Linked DNA regions of Pan troglodytes: region 2 is linked to region 1. The links are chromatin contacts, called in public HiChIP or PLAC-seq maps. All regions are on one chromosome and are shown on one strand. The core of a region is the stretch at or near the end of the contact, and the rest is flanking DNA. Distances in the headings are between cores, read along the strand shown.

Region 1 (3,440 bases), core at 458-2,957:
ATCCGATTTTTCCGGTACACCAAGGCCAGAACCCCAGGATACAGAAAGCCCTCTGTCCTTGCGGTAAGACAGAGGGTCTAACTGAGCTGATTGACACAAGCCGCCTATACACAGCAAAACTGAAAGAGCACCCTGTAACACACGCCTACTGGGGCTTTGCTTCAGCAGCTGTAAGCATTCACCCCTAGACGCTGCGGTGGGTTCGGAGCCCACGTGCCCCACAACCTGCCCGTCTGCATGCTCCCCCTAGAGGTTTGATCAGTGGAGCACCAAAGAAGCAAGCCACACCCCCATTGTTACCGGTAGAAGGTGTCCAGGTTCTTGGCGTCTTGAACAAAGAATTGGACAAAACGCACAAAGCAAGGAAGGAATGAAGGGATTTATTGAAAATGAAAGTATACTCCACAGTGTGGGAGTGGGCCGAGCACAGGGGCTCAAAGACCCCGTTACAAATTTTTTGGGAGTTCAAATATCCCTTAGAGGATTCCATTGGTTACTTAGAGTACGCCCTGTGTAAATGAAGAGGATGAAGTAAGTTTACAAAGTCGTTTATGGTGTACACCCTATGGAGAGGATATTTCCTGTTATAGCCGAAGTGCGAATCGGCCTTATGTTCCCTACCTCCAGACCCTATTTTCCTGCCTCACCATCGCATGCCTTGCAAGGGGGATAAGGAAACTATTACCATTTCAGTATCAAGGAAATGAAACTTACCAGATCATCACATCTGGACAATGAGACACCAGATCCCTCACCCACCATGATTCCCTAAGCGACCACCTGATTCCTGTTGACCAACTCCTCTTCCTTACCCCTCCCTAATTCCTGATTTCCTGCAAGTAGTCACATTTCTTTCTTGCTATGTAAACCCTTGATTCTAGTTGGTTGGGGAGACAGATTTGAGACTGATCTCGGCTGCAGCACCAGATTAAAGCCTTCCTCCCAGGCAATTCTCATTGTTTCAGTGATTGGCATTCAGTAACAGGAGCAGCAGGATCTAGACGGAACCCCTGGCCTTTTAGTAACAGATGTGGATCTGGCCCTGCCCGCCTCCCCGCTGTCTGTACTGATCTGAGTACATTCAAGTACCTGCGCATGCCCAGAACGCACCAAGCATTCTGTCCTCTGGCAGCCTCCTTCGGACCATCCAGATGTCACCTCCTTCAGGAAGCCCTCCCTGGTGGCCCCGCCCTTTGGGAGCACAAAACCCTTTATGCTCCCAAAGCCCAGCGCCTTTATCATGTGCTGATGCTACTCTGCTTCTTCGCTGGCCCGGCGGCCGGTGCACACTTTGCAGGAGCGGGCTTTGTCATAATCTTCTTTGTAGCCCCAGCCCTAGCTCAGCAGCGGAGCCCCTCAAACCTCGGGAACTCCTCCCTGCAAAGGAGCCAGGACGCCCTCCCTCAGGCTGCCTTTAACCAGGGCAGGGTGACAGAGGACCTCCACAGAGTTGGCGGTCACTGCCTTAGCAGTGAGGCCTCAGGGCCCGGGCAGGCACAGCCAGCGGGACTCGAAGCAGGCTGGCGCCGAGGCTCGTGTAGCCGCCTCACAGCTGCAGGCGGACTGTAAGCGCGCGCGCGCGGTCGCCATGGCAGCGCAGCCGCCGCGGCCAGTGGGTGAGAGGAGCATGGGGAGCTCCCGGGAGGCCACTCGTGCGCCGGCCGGGTCCCCGGCTTGGGCCTCCACTCAGGCCATTACTCCGGGCGCGGCCCTGACGGTCCAGCGCGGTAAGAAGTAGGGAGCACGTCTGCGCGGCCTGGCCCAGACAAAACGCGCGAGGGGCGCCGGGGTCGCACGGCCGGAGTCCTCCCAGCAGCCCGCCAGCCCAAGGCGGCGAGGCGGGAGGGGTGCCCCTGTGAACCCCAGCTGTGGCCAGAGGTTTGGGGCGCCCAGAAACGAGGGCAGGAGAGGAGTCCCCGGTCGCCCTTTGCGACCGAGGGCAGGAGAGGAGTCCACGGAGAGGAGTCCCCGTGGGTCCGCCCTTTGCGCGATAGGTTGTGCAGATGGTGTCTGTCGCCGTGCTCTCAGGGTCTCCGGGAGGGGGTGGCGGGGGGGGCTCTTCTCAGCCCCCTTTTTGTGAAAGTCCCAGAGAGCAGGTCACAGGGGGGCATGAGGGTCTTGATACTGTTTCTGACTTTGCACCTCTGTACTATCTCCGTTTTAAATATTTCTGCGCCCCTGATCAGCAAGTTAAGCACCTACCCTGAACGGCCACCCCCTACCCGCCATTTCTGTTTTATATGCTTGTTTTAAAGTCTGTCTGTGGATACGGAACTGTGTTCGGAGGCTGGCTTAATAATACTGCATCCAGGAGATGGGCAGTGTTAGGCTCTGCCTTTAGCATGAGAGGAAATTTAAGCTGGGATAACAACTTGTTCAAATGTACACACTGCGGATTCTGGATAGGGCACCCACGTTCTGACTCATGCTCATCGCTTAGATTTCCCAGTGCTTGGCTAAGTATAGAAAAGCATGTTTTGGAGGGATCTACCTCCTAAGTAAGTCCTTTCTGTGGAAATTGTTAAAAAGTGGCTGCCAGAGGCGTGGATGAAAAAATGAAATTTGGGTTAGGTTCTTGACATTTTCCTGCGTAGCTGGGTTATTTCCTAGTTTTTGCTTTACAATTTGAAGGCTATTTTCCTTCTAATATGAATACAATATAGGAAATAAATTCATTGGTGCCACAAAATCCTGGCATACAAAATACGTAGGTGAATTTTAAATCAAAGGAAGGGTAGCAGAAACTTTTAAATACTGTAAATCTCTGGCTAGCTTGTTAAATAAGAATATTTCCATAACTTTGTTTAGCTGTATTTAGCTCGTAGTCTAAGATTCCTTCATGCCTTCGCGAAAATGAATTGTAGTCTGACACATTTCTGTGCCCTCGGAGATTCTCAGGGCAATTTTTCTCTTAATACCAAGGAAGACAGTGGGAAAGAAAGAAGCCCAGTGGGAGCCCAGCTCCAACTTCTATTTGGGATCTACTTGCTTTGTTTCCTGGGGAGGACGCTAAAGCAGCATTTTCTAGATTGCATTCCAAGTGAGGTTTTTGTTTTGTTTTGTTTTTGAGATGGAGTCTCCTCTGTCGCCCAGGCTGGAGTGCAGTGGCGCGATCTCTGCTCACTGCAACCTTGTAACCTCCACCTCCCGCATTCAAGCGATTCTGTCGCCTCAGCCTCCCAAGTAGCTGGGACTACAGGCATGCGCCACCACACCAGCTAATTTTTGTATTTTTGGTAGAGATAGGGTTTCACCATATTGGCCAGGCTGGTCTCGAACTCCTGGCCTCAAGTGATCCGCCCGCCTCGGCCTCCCAAAGTGCTGGGATTACAGGCGTAAGCCACCGCACCCGGCCGGAAGTGCAGCATTCTTATCCTCCCTATTCTCAAGCTTAACAGTTTGAAGAGTGTGCACGTTTTAAATACCCTGAGAAGTGTCGT
Region 2 (3,154 bases), core at 317-2,816, 150 kb before region 1:
GACGACTAATAAATATCCTGAGTCCAAGATGTTCTACATAATTAATCCTCTTGGCAAAGAACAAGAACCAGGGAAAATCGCAAGGAAGAAATGCACAAATGACATGCATGTGGAATTAGGGAGAGATGTTATGTAGGTTACTACGAGGATGACACACTGACATGTGAAAGGTTTCTGGGCGCCACCAGCTCGTTGCAGCACCAACGAGGTTGTGGTTGTTTACACCACGTCGCCCGGAAAAAAGCCGGCAAGCTTCAAGTGGACTATTAAGTCAATAATATTGAAGGGAAAGAAGGGCAACGCAACTGAACATCTGGATGAGCAGATCCCTGCCTAGGCCCCGAGGCAGCTGACCAAGTCCAGATCATTCCCCCTTACGGTCTATGCGCACAAAGAACCAGCTGCTTTAGGTCAGTCCGCCGCCTCCTGCTACCCCTATTACCGTGGCCTTGATTTCAGGCCAGCTAAGGCCAGAGGATGGGGTAAGGGAGGGGAAGAGCCCCGGGAAGGGTCAGCGTCTGCGCCCCAGAGGAGGCTGACCTTCCAGCTCAGGCCCGGGACAGCGCGACCACAGGAACTCCAGGCCCACAGCCGCGCCTCCGCAGCCGGATTCTGAGCGCGGCGCCTCCTTCCTTCCCTTGCTGCTCCACCACCACCTCCGTCTCTGTCTCCGCCGTCGCCAACACCGCCCCCCCTCAGGCCCCTCACAACGCGCAGCCTGCAGCCAGCTGCCTCGCGGCGGAACCCCACCCCACCTCGCCCTTGCTTTCGCTCGCCCTTTTAGGGGGCTTTCCCCGCCCCTTCCCCTATCCAGCGCGCCGAAGCCCCCTGCCCAGAGCTCGGCTTTGCTACCTGGATCCGCTTCTTGTGTCTCCTGCGTTCCGCCATGTTGGCCGCTCCGCCCGGTTCCCTCTGACGTGGAGCGAGGAGGGGGCGGTGGAAACCTCGCGAGAGTGCGCCCCGAGGCCCGTTATGTAATCCGCCGGCTGGCGCCCCTGGAATGGGGAGGTCGGCCGCCTGGCGGGGCCACTGGTCCTTAGCGGTGCCTTCTCTCCCCTCTTCCCTCCGCTCCTGCTGTGCGGGAACTGGAGAATCGTTAGGACGTGGAGGAAGCAGAGAAGTGGATCAGAGAACAGGAGGGCTGGGAAGAGTCCTGGTTTCTCAATCCTGACTGAGCATCTGAATCACCTGAGAAGCTACTAAAATGCAGATTCCCGACCCCACCCCCTTAGAGTCAGAGTCTGTGCATTTAGGGTGCGGCCTTTCTCAGAGGGATCGACTGAGACCTACTGAACCCTAGAAGTCTTTACCTGAGGCAGTTCCTGCAATGTACTGTATATTTCATGACATTCCATGTAAAAGATGACAAGACCGAAACCGTTGAGTGACAGAGATATTAACTGACTTATCTAAGGCTCCACAGGTGGTAGATGGCAGAGCCGAGACCTGAGCCAATTATCTTTTCTCCTGCACTGTGCGGGGTAATACAGCTCGTTTAAAACAAGCTGGAGTCTCCATTCCGTTTTCCGCGTTGCTTCTCACAACTCACTGTTAGAATCCAGAAGTAAGAGAACCCGGGGAAGCGTAAGGAAGATGAATAGGACAAAGATTCTAAGAAGGTGGGAAGGAAGAAGGCTGCAGTCTATTTCAAGTCTGGTGAATTTCAGTCACTGTAGCCTTTATTGTTATTTTAGAGCCACCTAGACCAAAAGAGAAGGAGCTTAAATTGCTGGTAAATGCTTAGATAGAAATTCCCTTGACTGACTTTATAGAGATCTTTAAAGCGTTTTTAATTGTAGAAAATTGGGAAAATTCAGAAAAGAAAGATGTTCTTTTTTTTTTTTTTTTTTTTTTTTGAGGCTGAGTTTCGCTCTATATTGCCCAAGCTGGAGTGCAGTGGCGCAGTCTCGGCTCACTGCATCACCGAACTCCTCGTCTCAACTGATCTCCCTCCTCAGCCTCCTGAGTAGCTGGAACTACAGGCATGCGCCACCACACCTGGCTAATTTTTACTTTTTTTGTGTGGAGATGGAGTTTCCTTATGTTGCCCGGGCGGGTCTTGAACTCCTGGGCTCAAAACGATCCACCTGTCTCTGTCTCCTGAGTAACTGGAACTACAGGCGTGAGCCACTGTGACCGTTCAGTTTATTTTCTTATAGTATTCTGACTTTGTGTGTGTGTGTGCATGTGTGTTTGTATTTATATTTTTTCCTGTTTCCCAAATTGAGATCATATGCAACAAGGCAGCTGCTTTTTTCACTTAATGTTAGGTTGTAAGCGTTTATTATACCATTAAAATTTTTTTCCAGGTTTCCCATATTATATATCTAACCTAAGAGCAATTAAATGTGTAAGTAAGGCAAATTGCAGCATCTTGATGCCTAATTTTTTAATAAAGTAAGATTGCTGAATTTTTTTTTTGGACTATGCAGTTCTGGTCTCGGGAGTCATTTAATTCCTTTCTCCTCTATAATCTATAATTTGGGTGTGTGTATAGTCAGGGATGGGGTGAGAAAGAAGTAATTATTCTTGCCAATTAACCCAAAACATAATATAGAATATGAAATGTCTTTATTTCCTTCAATCCCTCTACCCACCCAGAATGATGAATCTGTTTTGTGCTGTTTTATGTGGACATAAACACTGGACTATTTTATAGGAGACCTGGTCTATAAATGAAAATATTATTGCATTCAGTAGGTATTGAGTGCCTACTAGATAGATGTCAAATGTTAGGTTAGGACTATGGTGGGGAATAAAAAATCCTTTATAGACAATGACTCATCCTCAAGTTACTGCCTTACTATTTTCTTCATCAGCAGAGCTTTAATTTAGTGTCCTCTTGTTCTGTCATTCACTCCTTAGATTACAACAATTTGGTTTCTACCTCCACCATCCAGTGAGAATTATTTTGTCAAACCCAATACCTTCTCTCAGCTAGCATCTTACTCAGTATTTGACAATATTGACTGTTCTTCTTGACTTCTTTTCCTTCTTTGGCATGTATATCAACTTCTTTCTGATTTCTCGTTGACTTCTCTCCTTTTACCCAATTCTCACATGTTCCTGGCCACTGTTTTTATATGTTCACCTTCCTCTTGTCTCTTCTATTTGTGCATTCTGTTTACAAATTAATTCCAAAATACTGCATTCA

The links. HiChIP or PLAC-seq counts read pairs in DNA pulled down with a chosen protein or histone mark.
Region 2: an H3K4me3 HiChIP or PLAC-seq map of stem cell-derived excitatory neurons shows a contact between it and region 1, with 4 times the contacts expected there. The contact joins the promoter of SEC62 here to the promoter of LRRIQ4 in region 1. A contact is called at or near these places in 1 of 7 Hi-C or Micro-C datasets (stem cell-derived neural progenitor cells) and 1 of 1 datasets of contacts at active chromatin or transcription factors (stem cell-derived excitatory neurons).

The regions. Positions count from the first base shown.
Region 1 is chr2:172,966,654-172,970,093 of NHGRI_mPanTro3-v2.0_pri, reverse strand. LRRIQ4 (leucine rich repeats and IQ motif containing 4) reads right to left here and starts at 1,707. Exons shown (of 6, transcript XM_516869.7): 1 at 1,090-1,707. The coding sequence starts at 1,097. It overlaps LRRC34 (leucine rich repeat containing 34), which reads left to right and starts at 1,128. Exons shown (of 11, transcript XM_516868.9): 1 at 1,128-1,727. The coding sequence starts at 1,589.
Region 2 is chr2:173,120,286-173,123,439 of NHGRI_mPanTro3-v2.0_pri, reverse strand. It overlaps SEC62 (SEC62 homolog, preprotein translocation factor), which reads right to left and starts at 1,566. Exons shown (of 9, transcript XM_063806376.1): 1 at 1,311-1,566; 2 at 853-1,071. The coding sequence starts at 1,355. It overlaps LOC744515 (a long non-coding RNA gene), which reads left to right and starts at 952. Exons shown (of 2, transcript XR_001713792.2): 1 at 952-1,732.